2 separate regions of the Sus scrofa genome follow, and region 1 is linked to region 2. A link is a contact called in public HiChIP or PLAC-seq data. All regions are on one chromosome and are shown on one strand. Each heading gives the region's core, a stretch centred on a gene start, on an enhancer-like site or on the middle of the called end of the contact. The rest is flanking DNA. Distances are from core to core; before and after follow the strand shown.

Region 1 (4,939 bases), core at 1,921-4,420, 240 kb before region 2:
AGACTTCAGGCAATATTACAAAGCCACAGTCATCAAGACAGTGTGGTACTGGTACCAAAACAGACAGAAAGACCAATGGAACAGAATAGAGAACCCAGAAATAAATGCAGACACCTATGATCAATTAATCTTCGACAAAGGAGGCAAGAATATAAAATGGGAAAAATACAACCTTTTCAGTAAGTGGTGCTGAGAAAACTGGACAGCTGCAGGAGTTCCCATAATGGCACAGCGGAAATGAATCTGACCAGGAACCATGAAGTTGCAGGTTCAATCCCCGCCTCACTCAGTGGGTTAAGTATCCAGCATTGCTGTGAGCTGTAGTGTAGGTTGCAGACGCTGCTCATATCTGGTGTTGCTGTGGCTCTGGCATAGGCTGACATCTGTAGCTCTGATTAGACCCCTAGCTTGGGAACCTCCATATGCTGTGAGTGCAGCTCTAAAAAGACAAAAGACAAAAACAAAATGAAACAAAACAAAAAACCCAAAATACTGGACAGCTACATATAAATCAATGAAACTGGAACACACCCTCACACTATGCACAAAAATAAACTCAAATGGCTTAAGAACTTAAACTTAAGACAAAATGCCATCAAACTCCTAGAATAGAATATAGGAAATACATCCTCTGACATCAACCTTACAAATATTTTCTTAGGTCAGTCTCCCAAGGCAACAGAAATAAAAGCAAAAATAAGCCAATGGGACCTAATTAAACTGACAAGCTTTTATACAGCAAAGGAAACCATTTAAAAAAAAAAAAAGACAACTTACCGAATGGGAGAAAATAGTTTCAAACAATACAACTGACAAGGGCTTAATCTCTAAAATATACAACTTATACAACACAACAGAAAAAAAGCCAACAACCCAATTGAAAAATAGGCAAAAGACCTGAGCATACATTTATCTGAAGAAGATATGCAGATTGCCAACAACACATGAAAAAATGCTCATCACTGATTATTAGAGAAATGCAAATCAAGACTACTGTGAGGTACCACTTCACACCAATCAGTATGGCCATCATTAATAAGTCCATAAATGACAAATGCTGAAAAAGGTATGGAGAAAAGGCAACCCTCCTATACTGCTGGTGGGAATGTAAAGTAGTATGACCACAATGGAGAACAGTATGAAGATACCTCAGAAAATTAAATATAGAACTACCATATGACCCAGCATTCCCACTCTTGGGCATATATCCAGACAAAACTTTCCTAGAAAAATATACATGCATCCACATGTTCATAGCAGCACGATTAACAATAGCCAAGATATGGGAAACAACCTAAATGTCCATTGATAGATGAATGGATTAAGAAGATATGGTATATATGCACAATGGAATACTACTCAGCCATAAAAAGAACAAAATAATGCCATTTGTAGCAACATGGATGGAACTAGAGACTCTCATACTAAGTCAAGTCAGAAAGAGAAAGAAAAATACCATATGCTATCACTTATATCTGGAATCTAATATATGGCACGAAAAAAAACCTTTCCACAGAAAAGAAACTCATAGACTGTGAGAACAGACTTGTGGTTGCCAAGGGGGAGGGAGTGGGATATACTGGGAATTTGGGGTTAATAGATGAAAACTATTGCCTTTGGAATAGAAAAGCAATGAGGTGGTGCTGTACAGAACCAGGAACTACATAGAGTGACTTGTGATAGAGCACGATGAAGGATAATGTAAGAAAAAGAAAGTATATAGGTATGTGTGATGTGTCACTTTGCTGTACAGTAGAAAATTGACAGAAGACCGTAAACTAACTATAATGGAAAAAATAAAAGTCTTTTTTTTTTAAAAAAGAAGAGAAGAATGGTTATTCTCCGCTTTTACCTACCTCTTCCAACAAACTCAGACAATCCCTTTCCTTTACCCCCATTTCTGGATATGAAGATGAGGAAAGGTAAACAAAAGGAGGCAAGGAGAGAGATGGCTGGATATCCCAGAGGGCATATTTACATTTTTACAGCACTTTAAACTTTTAGAAAAAGTGTACTTCCTTTAAAGTAGTTAGTAGAACCCTCATTTGGGGGCCTGTTAAAATGAGTAATTTGCAGGACACTTCACATACTTTGTGGCAGCAAACAGCCTGGAATCGGAGGAAGCCCAGGGATTACTTAATTCTAATATCATGTCCTTAGAGTGGGGAGGATGACGGAGGCCATCCACCACCAGGACCCTGAGGGAAGATCCAAGGGTGCAGAGGCTGACCTTCCAAAGTCAACACTCACTCCTGCCCTTTTGAAAGTTTCTCAGCTTAAGCACCAACATTTCCTCTTCCTTCTTCCCCAGAGACCAACTTCCATCTGCTGCCTCGATCCTATCAGCATTTAGGAATAGGTTGTAAAGAGGAGCTCATTTACTCCCCTGACTCTTTCACAAAAGTGTGGGTGAGGAAGAAGGGACCAGTGTCTTGTCAGGGAACGTTCTGTTACTTTCTTGGTGTTTTTTGTTTTGTTGCTTAATGGAGGGGCAGGAGGATGCTCACTCAGAGGTATGGAACTCCCCTTTACCTCCTATCTGCTCTTACATCCTCTTAAAGCCAGAAGAACAAAGAGACGCTACTTAACACATGACCATGCCCCAAACCATACTACCTTCTCTTGTATTCATATCAGCAAAATGGAATGAAATTATATTTCCTTGTAAAAAAAAATGGGAACAGAGAACGTCAAGAGCCAGAAGTCACCTTGGAGACATGGAGACCAGTGTTTTCATGTGCTGCTGTGCAGTGCCCTTAGACTCTGTGCAGGGGAAACCAGATAGACTTCTCTGCCCACTTTAACTAGTCTTCATGGTTCTTTTTTATGTGCCATGGCTTTGTGGAAATTTTCATTGATAAAAGGCTACCACTATTTTTTAAAAGCATAAAAAGCTATAATTTACTCTAGTCACCTTCTTTTGAAGGTGGCAAAGCAAAGGTCCAGTGAAATAAATGGACTGTCCTGGAACCTCGGTGACTGGAAGCAGAGTCAGAATGTAAGCCTTTTAAGCCTTCTTTCTAATGTTCTTGGAATCCATCCCCCACACAAGCACTGCATGTTATGAGATTTATTTATTAAGGGGAAGTGGACAGGGGCTTTGGGATAGAGGAAGCTTTCTGACCTTGAACTTCACTGTTCCAATGAGTAAACCATCTGTCATAACTTCTGCTTCACACCAGGCTCATTGTGAGCTGGAAGCACATGACTCCCTATTTACTATGCTCCAAGCATCACTGAGCCCCACCAGACACATGAATCATGCTGCAAGGTCTACAGAAATTACACTCACCCTGCTATGAACATCATCCTCCAGGCCTATTAATTCTCCCTAGGTTCGAGGCAACATATCCCTTAAGATGTAAAGTTTATTACTTTAAATATGTGAATGGGTAGAATACTCTGCTAAGGCCATGAATTTTTTTAACTTTATTGAGTATAGTTGACTTACCATGTGTAAATTTCAGGTGTATAGCAAAGTGAATGAGTTATCATGTTCATATAACATTTTTTTTACATTCTTTTCCTGCATAGATTATTATAGAATATTGAGTAGATTTCCCTGTGTTATATAGTAGGTCCTTGCTAGCTATCTATTTTATATATAGCAGTGTGTTCATGTTAACCCCAAACTGCTAATTTATCCCTCCACCCCACATTTCACCTTTGGTAACCATGGCTTGATTTCAAAATCTGTGTGTCTATTTCTGTTTTGTAAATGAGTTCTTTTATATAATTTTTAATTAGATTCCACATATAAATGATAGTATATGATATTTGTCTCCTATATATAATGGAATATTCCTTAGCCATAAGAAAGAAACAAAGCCATCTGCAGCAACATGGATGAGATTACTAAATGAAGTAAATCAGACAAAGCCATGCCTTTGATATCACTTTGAGTGAGATTTCCCTGTCTTCTATATTCTATATTGCTCTGAAATGATATAGTGCTCTTGTATGTATTCATCAGACTGACTTTTTTTTTTTTCCCGTGACCGCACCTGTGGCATATTGAGTTCCCAGGTCAGGGACTGAATCTGAGCCCACAGTTGCAACAACACTAGATCCTTAACCCACTGTGCCAGGCCTGGGATTAAACCCCTACATGTGAAGCAACCCAAGCTCTGCAGTTGAATTCGTAAACCACTGTGCCACAGCAGGAAACTCCAGACTGACCCTTTTAATTATAGTCTTTTAATTTTTGTTTTGTGGTTCTAGGGAGAATGGAAGATTCCTTGAAAGCTGGGATCATATTCTAAGAATCTTATTTTCCAAACATCAAAATATGACCTGAAAATAAGTATATGTACATAAAACTTGGACAGAGTATTAAAACCAGAGACTGGAAAGTGAAGCATTGTAACAATTGGTAAATATACATAGCAGCCTGTTGTATGTTTAACAGGTTCCTAAATCCCCAAGGAAAAGGAAAATCAGACCCAGGCTGCAGACTCTATCATAAAAAAATGTGAATGACTAGACACATCATTTGCTGGACAAGTATAAAAATGAAATAAATGATGAGTTTTATGATAAGCAGAATAATGGGTAACTAAAAATTCAGAGGTAGTAGAATGGTGACATTCTTTTCAATGTAGTAAAAAAAAAATTAAATCAGGGAATGCTGATTCAAAGACAACACTCAGTATTTCAAGCTAATGCTGCAACACAGTCCCAGATGGAAGTGGAATGGGACCAAATGTGGAGCCAGAATGAATAAGTTGTTTGTTATCTGGTAAAGGGCTTTGAAATGGAGTAGAGCTTCTAGATGGCCATTTAAAAAATCACACCAGGGCCTGGTTAAACTGTTGAGAACAAGAAAACAGTGCAGTGTCAAGGGTGATTTGAAGAAAGTTTTTTTCTGGAGGCAAGCAGAAATGGAAAGACAAGTTTCAACTTGGATCTCATATTAGCCAAATGGTCCAAACAGCTGGTG
Region 2 (5,007 bases), core at 62-2,561:
AAAAGTTCACAATGAGATAGGAAAAGAAAGGGGAGTTAAAAAGGATCTGAAGGTCTGTAATTGGTCTTTGAAAATAAATGCTATGGCAACATTCATATTAAAAACACACACACAAGGGGTTCCTATTGTGGCTCATGGGTAGAGTCCATGAGGACACAGATTTGATCCCTGGCCTCATTGAGTGGATTAAAGATCCAGTATTGCCACAAGCTGGGGCATAGATTGCTGTTGCTATGGCTGTGGCTGTAGAACAGGCCTCAGCTTCAGCTCTGACAATCCCTAGCCTGGAAACTTCCACATGCCGCAGGTATGGCTATTAAAAAAAAAAAAAAAAAGTACAAGAAAAAAATACCCATTTATTTACCTTCTGCGTACATTGGGCCATTTTATTTATTCTTCAAAACAGCTCTAGGAGATAGTATTAATATCACCACTTCACAGGTGAGGAGACAGAGTCTAAGGAATGTGCCCCAAGTCACCTTTCTTATCAGGGGAAGAACTGAGATGGAACTTCTGAGAGTCTGGCTTTAGAATCTATTCTTTTCTGCTGTGCCACCTGGAGCTCTGATCTCCAGAAAAGAGAGAAAGGGAAGGAAAGAAACTTCCTCCCTCCTTCCTTAGCCTGCACTCCATGCCTCTCCATCATCAATTTCTCAGGTACTCTTGTGCCCTTGAATCAAATTCCCAGCTTCCATGGACTCAAGAAACATGGAATACTGATCACCCTTTGCCTTTGATCCTGACAACTGTAATAGGACATCAGCAAGAGAAAAACAAAATCCCAGTTCTCCCCTAGTTCTCATTAATAGGAAATACTAAGGGCTTAAAACCCATAGGTAGATATGCAAGTAGACTATACTATTTTAAGTGTAACCTAAAAGCTTACAGAAGCACGAGATTTTAAAGGAAAATTACTTCTGAAGACCAGAGTAACTTGTGAATGACAGTTTCTGAGTACAAATAAACCATCAGGTCCTTGTTAAAGCTGGCACTGATGTATTTGAGACATAAGAAGGATGCCAGGATGGAGTGGGTGGGGACAGGGGTTGGTACAGAACTGGCAGGAAGGTCTGGGGAGAGTGGATCTGAGCGACACTGCTAGGAAAGCTTTCTACACACGAAAGGGGAAATTAGGAAAGGAGGAACTCCCTCCATGGACATTGGGGTCTGGATCTCAGCCATGACAAAGACCAGGAAAGGAACCCGCAGATGACTCTCTGGAACAGAGGTCACAGAATGATTGCTCCAGCCCACAGCTATGTTTTGCTTGGCTCACTTGGTGCTTTCTAAACCATGAGTCAGTGCCAGCATTTAAAAAGCAGGAAATGTCACATAAATTAGTATTTCCGACTTCTCTTGAAAAATTAGAAGACTTGTAATACCTTGCCCACATCCCCACATGGAAACAAGCTGAGGTCACCTAGGCTCTTCAGAGAGGCTGAGTCTGGCCTGGTGCCCACCCAGGCAAGGCACCCACTTAGCCTCCTCCCTGGGAGTATTTGTGTCCTCAGCTTCTGATCCAGCAGTGGCTTCCCAGGACACTGAGACAAGCTGTTCTGCCACAAAGGACAGAGTATTTTATCCAAAAACTGCCTGCTCACCCAGCATGCAGCCCGTAGACAGGGAAGTGATCACAGGTATCAGAGGCAGCGCCCTGCACCCATGTTAAGCACTCCCATGACGAGATGCCAACTTTGCTTCCCCCAAAAATTGCCGTTATTTCCTTCACATATCTTAATTTGTTGCCACACCTCAATATTTACTATTCTCTAAATATTCTTCCCAGATTTGTACCCTCTGTTTGGAATGCTTTCCCCCCTCTACTTGCTTCTTCCCACTCCCTATGTCCAACCTATGCCCATCCTTCAAGGTCCATATCAAATTTGTTCTGTGAAGCCTTCTTCCATTTTTGTAGTCAGAATTAATCCCTGCCTCCTGTTTTACTATAATATTGGTTTAAACATCTACTGTAGGATTACCACAATTTGATTTGGTTAATCTTTCTTTCTGTTAACTCCTGAATTCTTGAAAGCCAGAAATTGCCTCTTATTTATCTTTGTGCCCACCCCTTCTCCACACCCACTCCTCTCAGTTCCTAACAAAGTACCTCATGCAGAGTAGATAGTCAGTAATTGGTGAATAGTTTTTAAAGATCATGGAGGCACTGGTTTCTACTGCCATCTAGTGACCATAATGTAGAATTATGCCTAAAGCCATTGCCATCTTGTAGGAACTGAAATTCCAAAGCCACGCTAGCAAAGGAAACCATTTAAAAAAAAGACAAAAAAAGAAAAGACACTCCACAGAATGGGAGAAAATCTTTGCAAACAAAGCAACCAACAAGATATTAATCTCCAAAACATACAAACAGCTTATACATCTTTATACCAGAAAAAAAAAAATTAAAAAGTGGTCAGAAGATCTAAACAGACCTTTCTCCAAAGAAGATAGATGGCTAAAAAGCACACAAAAAAATGCTTAACATCATTAATTTTTATAGAAATGCACATCAAAACTGCAAAGTGCTATCACTTCACACCACTCAGGATGTCCATCATAAAAATTTACGAATAATAAATACTGCAGTGGGTGTGGAGAAAAGACAACACTCCTACACTGTTGGTAGGACAGTAAGCTGGTGAAACCACTATGGAGAACTGTATGGAATTTCCTTAGAAACTCAAAATAGAGTTACCATATGAACCAGCAATCGCACTCCTGGGCATATATCCAGAGAAAATAATAATTTGAAAAGATACATGCACCCCTATGTTCATTGCAGTACTATTTAGCCAAGACATGGAAGCACCTTACATGTCCATCAACAGAGGACTGGATCAAGAAGATGTGGTACATATATACAGTGGAATACCACTCGGCCACAAAAAAGAATCAAATAATGCCATTTGCAATAACTGGATGGACCTAGAGATGATACTAAGTGAAGTAAGTCAAAGACAAACATCATGTGAGATCACAAATATGTGGAAAATTGGGATTGACATATATACACTCCTATATATAATATAAATTAGTAAGATGGACCTACTGTATAGCACAGGGTAATCTACTCAATACTGTGTTATAATCTATATGAGAAAAGAATCTGAAAAGAAACGAACATATGTACATGTATAATTGATTTACTTTGCTGTACACCTGAAACTGACAACTTCATTAAGTCAGCTATATTCCAATAAAATTTTATTTACAAAATAAAAATAAAAAGTACCTTCCCAATACCCAATTAATTACTCTAAAAAACTCCAAATCCATTCATTCATTTTCTCTTTTTTTTTTTTTTTTGCTATTTCTTGGGCCGCTCCCGCGGGATATGGAGGTTCCCAGGATAGGGGTCGAATCGGAGCTGTAGCCACCAGCCTACGCCAGAGCCACAGCAACGCAGGATCCGAGCCGCGTCTGCAACCTACACCACAGCTCACGGCAACGCCGGATCCTTAACCCACTGAGCAAGGGCAGGGACCAAACCCGCAACCTCAAGGTTCCTAGTCGGATTCGTTAACCACGGCACCATGACGGGAACTCCTCATTTTCTTTACTATACTTCTTCCTTCCTTTTTCTCCTTTTCTTTTTTTTCTTCTTTTTTATTCATTTAAGCTTTCATTCAACAAATACTTTTTGATCATATTTAGGTGACAAACACTGAACAATTAAGATTCAGTGCAAATGTGAATAGATGTAAAGGGCTCCCATTGCCAAAGTGGAGCAAGCCCACTCCAGCCTGTTATTTCCCACTGATTACATTAAAAACTGTGGGCAAAGCATGCAAAAGCAACTCCCTGACAACTCTGCAAAACGAAGAATGCAAGCAGATGAGAGAGGAGAAACTAAACTTGAAAAAGTTATACACAGATCAGTTTACAGAGGTGAGTTTCCTTAATATTTTTCCTCTTTTGTTTTCCCACTTTGACCCAAGGAATTCCCACAGCTTTTTATATTTGTTCTTTCAGTCCTGCACCAAGAGCAACCCAAATCATGAATTTATAATATAGTCACTATTGCTCCAGCACCAAAAACCCTGAGAGAAAATCCTTATTTCTGGCCAGAGGAACCAAAAAAGGGGAAACTTGTGGTAGAGCAAGCATGGAGAAACCACTTTTATGTTTTTCCTTTCTCTCTTTTCTCACCACTTTGTGCTGAGGGTTGCCCCAATTATACAGAAATTATGGGTAATATGGTCATTAGAACTTCAAGTTAAACCTTATCTTTCTAGTCAAATGACTAGGAAATGGGGTTTCTGGAAGACAGAGAGTTTGGGGGATAAACTTGAAAGAAAGGTCTGGAGAGGGAGATCTCTGAATTCTGTGGAAAAAGTAACAGGTCCTGAATCCACCTCCAAGTGCACACACACAGGACAGACCCAATGCAAGACAGCAAAGCCTTGAAAGGTCATCCAGGGAAGATGAAAGAAAACTCACCATCTAAACTTACTAAGACTGATTTCCTACAAAAAATAAAATAAAATAATAACAAAAAGATTAGCATTCTCCAGAGGATTTTAAGAAACCTAGAATCTCTCAATACAATATCCAAAATGTCTGGATATAATGAAAAAAAAAAAGAAAAAGAAAAAGAAAATACTGACCAACAAGGAACTAGGCAAATCTGACAACCTCTGTGGGAAAAACATCAATCCATGTCCACTCTGAGAGGATGCTGATACTGGAATCAGACAAGAACTTTAGACCAGCTATTATAACCAGACACCTAGAAGCAAACACTCTTAGAGTAAATGTAGAGAAAGAGGCTCTCAACAGAGAAACTGAAACTACAATAAAAGAGGAAATTTTAGAACTAAAAAATATCTGAAATAAAAAGATTCACTGAGTGGTCTCAAGGGAGATAAAAGAGGACAGAGTCAGAAAATAAGTACAGATCAAAAGAAACAATTCAATCTGAAGAATACAGAGGAGAAATATTAATGTGTTAGAAAAACAGAGCTCCAAGGACCTGTAGGAAAACATTAAAAAGCTTAACATTTATGT

What was found. HiChIP or PLAC-seq counts read pairs in DNA pulled down with a chosen protein or histone mark.
Region 1: an H3K27ac HiChIP or PLAC-seq map of alveolar macrophages shows a contact between it and region 2. The contact joins two enhancer-like sites. A contact is called at or near these places in 1 of 47 Hi-C or Micro-C datasets (heart right ventricle) and 1 of 2 datasets of contacts at active chromatin or transcription factors (alveolar macrophages).

What each region holds. Positions count from the first base shown.
Region 1 is chr9:115,373,097-115,378,035 of Sscrofa11.1, reverse strand. No RefSeq gene overlaps it. Among named protein-coding and RNA genes, the nearest start is that of TNFSF18, 85 kb to the left of the region's middle. Within about 2 kb of position 3,170, at least 4 of the 83 cell types and tissues checked have an H3K27ac peak or open chromatin away from gene starts, as enhancers often do. A contact at or near this core is called in alveolar macrophages, where this site is marked.
Region 2 is chr9:115,134,990-115,139,996 of Sscrofa11.1, reverse strand. No RefSeq gene overlaps it. Among named protein-coding and RNA genes, the nearest start is that of FASLG, 69 kb to the right of the region's middle. Within about 2 kb of position 1,311, at least 19 of the 83 cell types and tissues checked have an H3K27ac peak or open chromatin away from gene starts, as enhancers often do. A contact at or near this core is called in alveolar macrophages, where this site is marked.